2 separate regions of the Mus musculus genome follow, and region 2 is linked to region 1. A link is a contact called in public promoter capture Hi-C data. All regions are on one chromosome and are shown on one strand. Each heading gives the region's core, a stretch centred on a gene start, on an enhancer-like site or on the middle of the called end of the contact. The rest is flanking DNA. Distances are from core to core; before and after follow the strand shown. Region 1 holds the start of Mrpl24 (mitochondrial ribosomal protein L24). Region 2 holds the start of 4933434E20Rik (RIKEN cDNA 4933434E20 gene).

Region 1 (5,318 bases), core at 1,823-4,322:
ACATCTTTAAAACAATTAACAGACCTCTGAGTTCCATCATATTCAACACATTAGTCTGATGTACCCCACCCTGTCTGAACTCTCAAGAGTTAGAAGTCCCTTGACCAGAGGTCCCTGTGCTTGCCTGTCCACAGGATCCACTAGCTTGACCTGGTGATGAAGCAAGGGGGCTTCACTAGCGATCATGGTCCCTCGGTGGTCCTTGGTTCTGCCAATGTATCGGTAATGCTGTCCAAGAGAAGGTAGATCAGAAAACAAGTGTGATGGGGATTTGCCCACTATTGCTTAGCATGTCCAAGTTGTACAGCCTGCCCCTCCGCCAGTTTCCTGTCTCCCCATGCTTCTCTTAAGGAAAAAGGGAGAGATGGGGAAGACTTCTCAAGACTCACCGTGTTCAACCCCTCCAGGACAACCCAGTTTCGCTGCCGAACGACTTGGACTACTTTGCCTTGCTTCCCAGCATCCTTGCCTTCTAAGATTTCTACCTGTAGGAAGATGAGATGCAAGGACAAGGGCAGGAAATTGTTGCCCACTAGCCTTCCTGTCCCTCTGTCTTGAGGTCCTTACCATGTCTCCACAGAATAGGTGCCAGTCTTCATCAGAGATGGGCTCTACCACTACTGGGCGCCGCCTGCTCCATGGAGGATTCTTCCTTTTGTCTGCTATGGAACCTGGACGGCTCATTCCATAGCGGTAGAAGGGGGAGGAAGTGGCTTTGGATGCCAAGGCCAGCAGGGCTGAGAGCCGCATAGCTAGATTCAAGAAATCTCACCAGGGAAACACTCAAAAACTTTGCCAGCTGAGTCAAGAAAAACAGAATGAAGATTTGAACAAGGAAGGAACATTTAGCTGGGCAGTGGTGGTGCACGCCTTTAATCCCAGCACTTGAGAGGCAGAGGCAGGTGGATTTCTGAGTTCGAGGCCAGCCTGGTCTACAAAGTGAGTTCCAGGACAACCAGGACTATACAAAGAAACCCAGTCTCGGAAAAAAAAAAAAAGAGAGAGAGAGAAAGGAAGGAATGTTTGCTTTTTGAGACAGGGTCTCACTATATATATATATATATATATCCTTCGCTGACCTAGAACTCATTGTGTAGACAAGGCTGACCTCGAACTCACAAATCCTTCTCCTTCGCTCTCCTTCCCTAGTGCCAGGACTAAAGGTGTATAGCACCATATCCAGCTATATAGCTCCATATAGCTCCAGGACTGTTATTAAAGCACTGACTCTCTTTCGTAGAGGACTTCATCTCACTGACACTCCTCACAGGCTATCTTTACAAATGAGAAAACAAAGAGGTAATGTATCTTCCATCCATGGGAACATCTGTATTCAACCCCCTCCCCCATATATCTGACTTATAAGTAAAAAACTCACGAGACCAGGGGCTACACTATCTAGCTTGGATTGCTAGCTATCTCAGGAGACCTTGGCACTGAAGGTACTTAAGAGAGTTATTACGTGAGTACATGAACATTAGAGCAGGAGGAAAACAGGTAATGGAAGAAAGTACTAGGACAGTCCACAGGCAAGCAATCACAAGACAAGTGAATAGCAATAGCAGGGGTAAAAACAGCTGTTGGGTGGTCCCGGCTTGCTTATAAAAGGGATGGTTTGGTCTCAGATCCTCAGACCTTTCTCCCCATCTCACCTCCACATGTTTCTGACCGGCCTCTTCTCTTTCTGTCTGTCCTTCTCTGTCCCCTCTTTCTTCACCTCTACTTCCTTCTCAACTCCCTTCCCATGCCCCCAAATAAACTTTATTCTATACTAGACCCACTGTATGGCTGGTACTTTGGTGGGGAGAGATGCCCACTGAGGTACCACCTCCCACCACATCTTACTGCGCTCTTCAAAACATATCCTTCGTCTTTATAAAAACATTATCGGGGCTGGTGAGATGGCTCAGTGGGTAAGGGCACCCGACTGCTCTTCCGAAGGTCTGAAGTTCAAATCCCAGCAACCACATGGTGGCTCACAACCACCCGTAATGAGAGCTGGTGCCCTCTTCTGGTGTATCTGAAGACAACTACAGTGTACTTACATATAATAAATAAATAAATCTTAAAAAAAAAAAAAAACATTATCAGTCTGAGCTATAATGAGAAACCTATCTGAATGAAACCAACAAAGTAAAAACGCTCAATGTAAAAATGCTAGCCTAGCATGCAGTAAGCTTTCTAAAACAGTTGCTACTGGCGTGGTACCATGCTAAATAGCATCTCACAGAAGCCTAACAACAGCGATGAAAAGTTGCCCATAATCTTATCATGTTTTGTGATTTGTATGTGTGTGTGGTGCTGGTGATCAAACTTGGGGATTCACATATAACAGGCAAGCATTTTGCATAAGTGAACTATTACTCCTTTTTTTATACATTTCAGGATAAGAGATGGGAGCAAAGTCAAGTGTTACCATGATGCTAGAGAAACACGGGGACTATTTCTATCTAGATCAAATACACGATTACTAAGCACTAACTACTACCTGACAAGTCGAAAACTGAGAACTCAGTAAGGGATGCTAACAGCAAGATCCAGGAAAACCTTGCCCTCTCTTAGCATGCAGCATCACAAGTGTGTATGTGTGTGTGTGTGGGGGGGGGGGGTCTTGCTTGTTTGTTTTAAAAACTCCTTTAGGCCCCGGACAGGCCCCCACTCCATCTTTCCCTTTGGTTCCCTACACAACCTAGATGCTAGCTAGTGTCACTTCCGTGGTGGGGCTGGCTTTCTTCTCAGTACAAGTCCTCAGGTCACCGCCTCAAGTAATTCCCTCGTCAGACTCACCCCGATATGCGGATAGCTCCAACGTCCTAGCAAAAGAGGAGCCCAAGGCTCAGTTTAAAACTAGGAAAAGAAGTCCCTTCGCTTATCCACCTTCCGACCTTCCCCGTCGCTGAGTAGCCTCACCTCCCCGCAACTTTCTTTCCACGTGCGTTCTCTACGTCCGCAGTCCCCACCCACCGGATTTTTGGGAGATGTAGTCAAATTGCGGAAAGGAAGGCTCAAAACAAAACAAAACCGAAGCGAGCCTCCCAGCGTCTGGGAACTCTAGTCCGTTGCTACAAAATGGACAGGAAACAGGAAATTTAGCCAACCGTAGGAAATCCAGACTGGGAAAGGCATGTCGGGAATTGAAGGCGAAAGACATGCTAATTTGCTGCGTAAGTTCGTTCGCGCTCTTCGTGGAGACCACTGGGAGTTGTAGTTCACAGAGAACATGGCTCCATTTTCTTGGTAGTTATGGCTTCCTAATTCAAAGCAAAGGGTGTCCATTTCCAGATGAGATCACCTTTATGTCCTGGCTCTTCTCTGCTTGAGGGACCAGGACGCGGCATATTAAAAAAAAATGCCCCGCCTTTTCAGAGAAAAGAGTGATATTATATTAGCAATCACTCGTGTGAAATGTACTGGAAGATTTCGACCATGTTCACCTGTCCTCTCACCATCCGTGGACTGGCAGGCATCCCTACCAAAATTTAGCAGAGACCAGATCTCTTTTATCAGCTCGCTATTTGACTCCACTCACCTTCCTGCTCTGATTAGACTAAGTATGTTTCCTTTCATTCCTGAGTTTGCTGATGACTACGAGCTTTGAAGCAGCTTTCCCCTACAGTTTGTAATGTTATAAACTTCATTAGTGGGCAAACTAACCTCACCTGGCCTATCCCTAAACCAGCAACCCAGCAAGATGAACTTAGAACAACAGTGCTCTATCTTCTCAGCTGCTTTTGTTTTCTGAGAGTGGTGCATGTAGCCCAGGATCACCTCAAACTTGCTAGTTGGCTTCTGCTGTTCCTTCCCAGGTGCGAGAGCTAACCATCAAATCTGGTTTTATATGATGCTCCAGACTGAACCCAGCCCTTACTGCATATCCCAGGCTTACTGCATGCTCAGTAAACATTTATCTTAAAAGCAGTAATTCTTACCTAAAAGCCTTTTATTTTTTAAAAACAGGTTCTATGTAAACTCTGGCTGTCCTGGAACTCATTATGCAGACTGGGCAGGCCTAGAGCTCAGATTCCCCACCTGTCTCCAATGCTGGAATTGAAGGTGTGCATCATTATGCCTGGCTAAGACCTTGTCTTTGGACTCAGAGCCGACTGTGGTCACCGACCTAACTAGCATTAAGTGGTAACCTCTCCTCCCTACATTTTGACTTGCTCTTGAAGGTCTAAGAACCAAACTCTTCTTCCCAACACTTTTAAGAGACTGAGGCAAAAGAATTTTAAGTTTGAGACCAATAAGAAGATCCTACTTCAAAAACAAAACAAAACAAAAAACCAATCAGGAACGTCTACAGCTGGAACTCAGCACTTGGCAGAGTCGGTTAACGGGTCTCCTCCACTACAGTTAGTGTGTGTCCTGGGCTATATGTGACCTGTCTCGACAAAAGTCATGTATTTCCCATGACTATACTCCGTTTCTCTTTTCTGAAGTACACATGTACAGGAAACTGAATCTCCAACCATCCCTGATTATATATATACTGTCTCATGCATACTCCAAAGCTTGCTGTACATCTGCAGATAACTTCAAAGGACTTTTTTTTTTTTTTTTTTTTTGGTTTTTCAAGACGGGGGTGGGTGTTGTTTATTTTTGTTGTTGTTTTTGGTTTTTCGAAACAAGAGTTTCTCTGTGTAGCCCTGGCTGTCCTGGCCAGTCTCAACTCAGACCAGGTCTAGAACGCAGAAATCCGCCTGCCTCTGCCTTCCAAGTGCTGGGATTAAAGGCGTGCGCCTCCACACCCGGCTACTTTAAAGGATTTTTTAAAAAAGCTTCTTGGAGGGGCTGCTGAGATGGCTCAGTAGGTAAGAACACTGACTGCTCTTCCAAAGGTCCTCAGTTTAAATCCTTGCAGCCGCCAGGCGTGGTGGCACAGGCCTCTAATCCTCGAGCAGGGACTGAGTGAGCAGAGTTGACCAGAGCAAGTGAGCCAACTGCAGCGAGCAGAGGTCCTAAATTCCCAACAACCACATGAAGGCTCACAACCATCTGTACAGCTACAGTGTACTTATGTACATATACATAAACTAAATCTTAAATAAAAAAAGTTCCTTGGGCTGGTCAGATAGCTCAACAGAGGCTCCTACCTGCCTGACCTGAATTCAATCCTGGATTTGCACATGGTGGGAAGAGAAACTGATTCCTGCCAATTGTTCTTGGTGGCACAGCTTCACAAATATAGTAAAAATATAGTAAAGCTTTAGATTTGTGTATTACCTATGTGCACTGCCAAGGGAGATCAGAAAATGGTGTTAGAGTCCTTGGAACTGAAGTTGGTTGTGAGCTTTGAACCCAAGTCCTCCACAAGAACA
Region 2 (5,867 bases), core at 1,813-4,312, 2.1 Mb before region 1:
ACTTTTTAACTACCATTTAAACTAAGGAGCTGGGTATTTCAATGTATGCCTGTAATTCCAGCAGTCAAGACACAGAAGGAGATCAGGAACTCATGGCCAACGTTGTGTTCTAGAGGCCAGCCTAGCCTGTAAGAGACTCTGGTCTCAAAAAGCCAAAAAGGGCTGAATACGAGAGCCAAGTGAAGACCATTTTTAGTCAGTAAGAGTATATGCAAAGTTATGAAATCCAGTCAATAGAGCCTGATGCTGATAATGGGGAGAGTCATAGAAAAGGAAGTTGGTAGTAAAGTCCCCTGGTGTCTTATTAAAAGGAAAAGCATGACGGAGATGGCAATGGGATGTAAGGATTCTGACTTACAACAGGGGATGCTATCTCAGTTGTCAGAGCAATTGTCTAGCACACACCACGTTCCTGGGATCAGGCTCCAGCACCACATAAACCACGAGTGTCAGTGCATGCTTATAACCTTGGCACTTCAGAACCGAAAGCAGGAGGGCCAGTGCAATGCCAGGGTTACCTACAAATCCAGCTCTAGCCAAAGATACAGGAGATCCAGTTGGAAAAACACCAGCCACCAACAAAAAGATTTCAAAGGAGATGGGGACAGGAGGCCAGGCAGTATAGTGAAATTGGCAAAACCCAAGCTTAGTGAAGACCCTGACTCTAAAATTAAGGTGGAGAGCAACTGAAGAAAATGGACTATGCCACAGTATGGCTTCCACATATGGCACACACATGCATGCATACCTACTTACACATAAGTGTACACATATACACAAAGGATTTCTGACTTAAGTATACTAGGTTTGAGATGGCTATTTGAAACTTAAGGGTCTTTGTTTTTTTTTTTCCAGACAAGTTTTCTTTGTAGAGTCCTGACTGTCCTAGAGATCACTCTGTAGATTAGGCTGGCCTCAAAATTACAGATTCTCCTGCCTTTGCCTCCTGAGTGCTGGGATTAAAGAAATATGCCCAACTTCCCAGCCTTGAAACCTGAGTTTTAATGTCAGATGGTAGTTATATATACCAACAGGTTTCTCAATAGACAAAGTTCCATTAGAAAACATTTTTCTTTTTCTTTTCTTTTTTTTTTAAAGATTTATTTATTTGTTTTATGTATGTGAGTACATACAAAATTATGAAGGTTGTGAGCCTTCATGTGGTTGTTGGGAATTAAATTTTTAGGACCTCTGCTCGCTCTGGTTGGCCCCACTTGCTCAGTCCCTGCTTGTTCTGGCCCAAAGACTCATTTATTATTATACATAAGAACACTGTAGCTGACTTTAGATGCACAAGAAGAGGGCATCGGATCTCATTATGGGTGGTTGTGAGCCACCATGTGGTTTCTGGGATTTGAACTCAGGACCTTCGAAAGAGCAGTCAATGCTCTTGCCCGCTGAGCCATCTCGCCAGCCCAGAAGACATTTTTCTTAAAGCCAAGAAAAGCAAAGCACTTAAGGAGAAAGTTTAGACACTACTAGATTATTTACTTTTACTATTCTTTTTTTGGTTTTTCATGTCAAGGTTTTTCTACATTGCCCTGGCTGTCCTGAACTAGCTCTGTAGACTTGGTTGGCCTCAGAGATCCACCTGTCTCTGCCTGAGTGCTGGGATTAAAGGTATGCTCTACCAAGCCCAGCACGATTATTTAATTTGTGGACGCAGTCTGATGTGGCACATTATCTTGGTAATCTCATTACTTGTACTGTCCTTGCAGGAGGGCTGCTTTGAGGTTCCGTGGTGAGAGTTATTGGGTTACAATTGGGTGTTCAGTATGTCTCAAAATACAAAACAAAGAACAATAACAACATTAAAAAGTTGTTAGGTAATTTCTTTCTTTGGCTTTAGGTTTGACTTGAAAAGTATAACTAGGTGATTATTGCCCCGCCCCTTGCTTTCAGCAGTGTCAAGGATTAAACCCAGTCGTCTGCATTCTAAGCAAGCACAATGGGCATCTTTAAAATTCTGCAAAGGCAACCATTCTCACAACGCTGGAACCAACTGTAAGTGTTCTCAGCATCATGCTTAAACTAAAGCAACATGAAATATTTAGTAATTTTAGTTGAAGATGAGACATTTTACAGCTGAATTGGTTTAAATCTTAAGGTACATGTTGTGGAGCAGCAGTGAGCAGGAAGTTATTGCTTAGACTGTGGAATGAAAGGAAGCATATGAATAAAAGTCTTCTTTTAAAGTCCGAGAAAAATCTCCTTGTGCCAAAGAACAGGTTTACCTTGCATTCTAGTGACCTACCTTGGGGGCATTGTGTCCTACAGGAACATGAGGTCCCCTTCTAGATTTCATTGCAAAGCGCATGATTTGTCTCTTCACAAAAATAAACAGCAGTACGAATACCTGCCCAAAGAGATTAGAGCCATTTTAGTAATAGCAATAATTTTTTAAAATGTTCACTTTCAAAATCCCTGGGTTTAGGCCTTCAGAGCTGGATGCTTTGGGGCGAAGCCGGGTCGCTAAGGACGGAGGTGGGTCAGGGGCTAGTAACGGAGAGGCATGTTAATCTGGGCTCTAGAATTTAAGAGGGAGGGTTCTTACTTAGAGCCAGGCAGCTTTGACTTAAAGATCTCAGACTGTCTACGGATACAATTCGGAAGTCCAGAAACAAAACAAGTTAAGTGGCTGAAGAACAAAGACAGAACGGCTCAGGAGCCTTCTTTTCAGGAGTCCGGCTCAGAGGGTCGGGACTCAGACAAATGCCACAAGAGGAAGAGAATGGGGATCTCACCAGGCTCCCGTACGCCATCACCAGCACGACATTCACTCCAGAAAGCCAGTTACTACTAGACGCCATCGCCTCTCTCTCCGGGAACACCTGCTAGGACAGTCCCGCCGCGCTCGCGCGTTAGCCCAGGCTCTGCCGAAGCCAGGGAACCTAGGTTCCCTGGAGCTCTCCGAACATTTCCATATGGTTTTCGATTAAAAAAAAAAAAAAAAAAAAAACCAGGCTAGAGTCCGTCAGAAAACATGGTGGATGGGGGCGCTAGTTAAGCATCGGACCTTCCCGTCCCATTTCCCCACCCCCACCCCCTCCGCCACGTGACTTATGTCCGCAAAGGTACCTGGGAGTGCGGAGACGCGGAACTACGCCAGTAAGAGGAAGCCGAGACCTTACTGGAGTCACGTGATGGAGGCGGATCCGTGCGGGGCGGGGCGGGGGCGGGGCGGGCGCGCGGAACTCAAGAGCAGTGTTTCGTGGCGGGGAGGCGCGCGCACGCTGACGTGCGCGGCCCTTTCGCGTCACGTGCTGAGGGACGCAGGAAGGCAAGTGGGAGGGGGAAGGCGCGAGAGCGAGCGCGAGAGGGAAAAGGAGGGAGGGGGTGGGGAGGAGGGAATCTTATATCACGTGACAGGGGCGGCGCGGCCCGGGGTGTCAGTGTGGAGGAGACTGAGGTAAAGTTGGGAGCGCAGCGGCGTTGGCGGCGGCGGCGGCGGCAGCGGCAACGCGGCGGGGCCGGGTATTGTCCGCGGCCCCTTTAAATCCGCGATCCCCTTTTTACCCTCCCTTCTTTTCCTCTGTCCCCTCCGTATTCCTGTCCCGCGGTAGGCCCCCCCCACGCCGTGTGTCTCCCCACTGTACACCCTCCCTTCTGGTCTTGGGAACCCGGGCGTCCAACCTCCCCACCTCGAATTGGCCGCCGGGGGTTTTGTTTATAGTTGGGTTCGCGGCCTACTGGGCCGCGCCAGAGCCGGGGCCTCGATTTGGGAGCGTGGCCGGGGCGGGGCTTGGGGCAGCCGGAGGGGGGGGGCATGTGGCTAGAGCCTGAAGGGGGAGAGCGAGAAAGAGCGCGGGCGAGCGAGGCCTGGGCCCAGCCTGAGGTAGGGTTGTTTAGGAGGGTCAGTGTCTTGTGGAGAAGGCCTCCTCCCTCCCCAGTCCTCTCTGGGCCTCTGATCCGGATCCGGCCTGGTTTTGGGGGCGGAGGGGGGGTGGCGATGGGGTGGAGCTGCCCCAAACTCCCCCATGTGGCCCTCGGTTTGGAGTGCGGAGGATTAATTTGTTCCGGGTGGGAGGTAGAGAAGCGAATGGCCCCATGGGCTCTAGATGTGGCGCGGAGGGGGGTGAGTCTCCCATCCTCCGCGCGTGGGCTTCTGTCCTCTCTGTTCATTTCCAGCCTCTTTGTCAGCTCCTCTTATTACCCTGCCTTCTTTCTTACCGACCCTGGTCGTGGAATATATTTTCGCTGCAGTCTTTGACTTCCTGTTGTCTATACTGTAGTTTTGGCTACCCAAGCAGTTATCTTATTTGGGAAGCTGGACATGGAGGCCCCCGTGGATTGTGTTGCGCCTAAGGGATGTCACTAGACTGGGCATTTGTTCATTTTTCTCATAATGGGAATGGAATTCCAAATTTCTTGAGACCCTTCACCTGGTGGACAGCCCCTAAATTGTTTTGCAAAGTGATGTCACAAACAAGAGACTGTTTTCCACGATTCTTAAAATTTAGCAACCTCTGGTGTAGGTTGTTGTGGAAAGAAAAAACAGTTAAAGGCGATTTTGTTAAATTTGTTTTTGCCTTTGACTCACTGACTACTAAATGGAGAGATTATTTTTTGTCTCCACCTCCCATATTCTGCGTTGGGGATATCTGCTGTGTCTTGCTGGGAGGGGGGTATGAGTCAGTTTGACAACCAGCATTAGAGATTAAAATATTTGGATGTGTATCTGTTGATAAGACTGTGTTGTGGGTCCTATACCACTGTCTTTAATTATAGATCATCCCAGTGATTGTTTCTGTTGTGAATGGGAGATACTGCTGTCATGTAAAATAGTGAGGAAGGGCTAAATGTACTGGCTTTCCCCAGTGTTTCTAACTGGGAAGACTCCTATTAGATTGAAGGTGGTTGGGGAATGGGACACAGGTCTAGGAAAATTAGTTTCTCTGTTAGAAGTGGTAAGCCTTACCCATCCCAGTCCAACTTCAGAATGTCTGAATTGTTTCTCACATTAGATTGTAAGCTCCCTGAGAGCAGCAACTAAGTCACACTGCTTTTGTATTTCCTGAAGGATTGGACAAGTAGTAGATTCTCAATAAATACTTATTGTTTATTTTTTTCAGTAAAATTTCTCTGGCTATTTTTTTAAGTAGCTGGCTTTCAAAATGTAGTCAAGGGCACTTCTTTGTTGAAACCTGTACTTGTTCTGTAGTGTTCCCTTGGTTTCCAATACTTCTTTCTCATCCCACTTCCCTTAAGTACTTAGGTTTTCTATGAGTTCACAAAACAAGGCCACTCACTTTCACTGTATAACTCTAGGTATTCATCTTTGTTTGCTACTAAAATGTACTAATTCTGTGCCCTTAAGTGGTTTGCCCAGATTATTTACTTTTGACCTGTTGCTCATTGTTACTAATGAGGGGGTTAAATTTTTCTTAGTTACACATTTCAAAGTATTTCCAAAGAGGGAAATGGAAGTTAAAAGCAAGACTGATTAAAAAGATTTTTTTTTCTGGCTAGTTACATATCTTTCAATATGACTATATTTACATCTAACTTGTAAAATGTGCAGTGATCTATACAACTAATCTTACAGCTTATATTTATGGTATAATTCTTAAAAATTCATATACATGGAATAGAAACCATATAGCATTTTTAAACCACAGGAACAGGAGTAGGTTGGGATTGACTATCTTATAGCTAATTTTAAAACATAATTTTTCCTCTAGCTCTTCTCCCCCAACTATTGCTGTTTTGGATCCACCAGTACTTAGTTAAACAACACTTGTATTTTTGTAAATTAAGTATTGAAACAACTATAATGTTAGCTTGGGAAAGTGACCTAATACTATACTATTTACAGGTCTTTGTACATGTATGTTGGGGAAGAGGTACTGGTTAAAAATTAGTGCTGT

The links. Capture Hi-C pulls out chosen DNA fragments and counts their contacts.
Region 2: a contact with region 1 is called in a promoter capture Hi-C map of adipose tissue, with 2.8 times the contacts expected there. The contact joins the promoter of 4933434E20Rik here to the promoter of Mrpl24 in region 1. A contact is called at or near these places in 3 of 39 promoter capture datasets (erythroid cells, hippocampal neurons and liver) and 1 of 9 other capture datasets (adipose tissue).

Annotation. Positions count from the first base shown.
Region 1 is chr3:87,917,298-87,922,615 of GRCm38.p6, reverse strand. It overlaps Mrpl24 (mitochondrial ribosomal protein L24), which reads right to left and starts at 3,072. Exons shown (of 6, transcript NM_026591.3): 1 at 2,911-3,072; 2 at 568-799; 3 at 390-485; 4 at 125-228. The coding sequence starts at 750. It overlaps Rrnad1 (ribosomal RNA adenine dimethylase domain containing 1), which reads left to right. Exons shown (of 8, transcript NM_153562.4): 8 at 1-15.
Region 2 is chr3:90,049,997-90,055,863 of GRCm38.p6, reverse strand. It overlaps 4933434E20Rik (RIKEN cDNA 4933434E20 gene), which reads right to left and starts at 3,062. Exons shown (of 7, transcript NM_025762.3): 1 at 2,745-3,062; 2 at 2,255-2,356. The coding sequence starts at 2,810. It overlaps Ubap2l (ubiquitin-associated protein 2-like), which reads left to right and starts at 3,349. Exons shown (of 28, transcript NM_001165984.1): 1 at 3,349-3,409.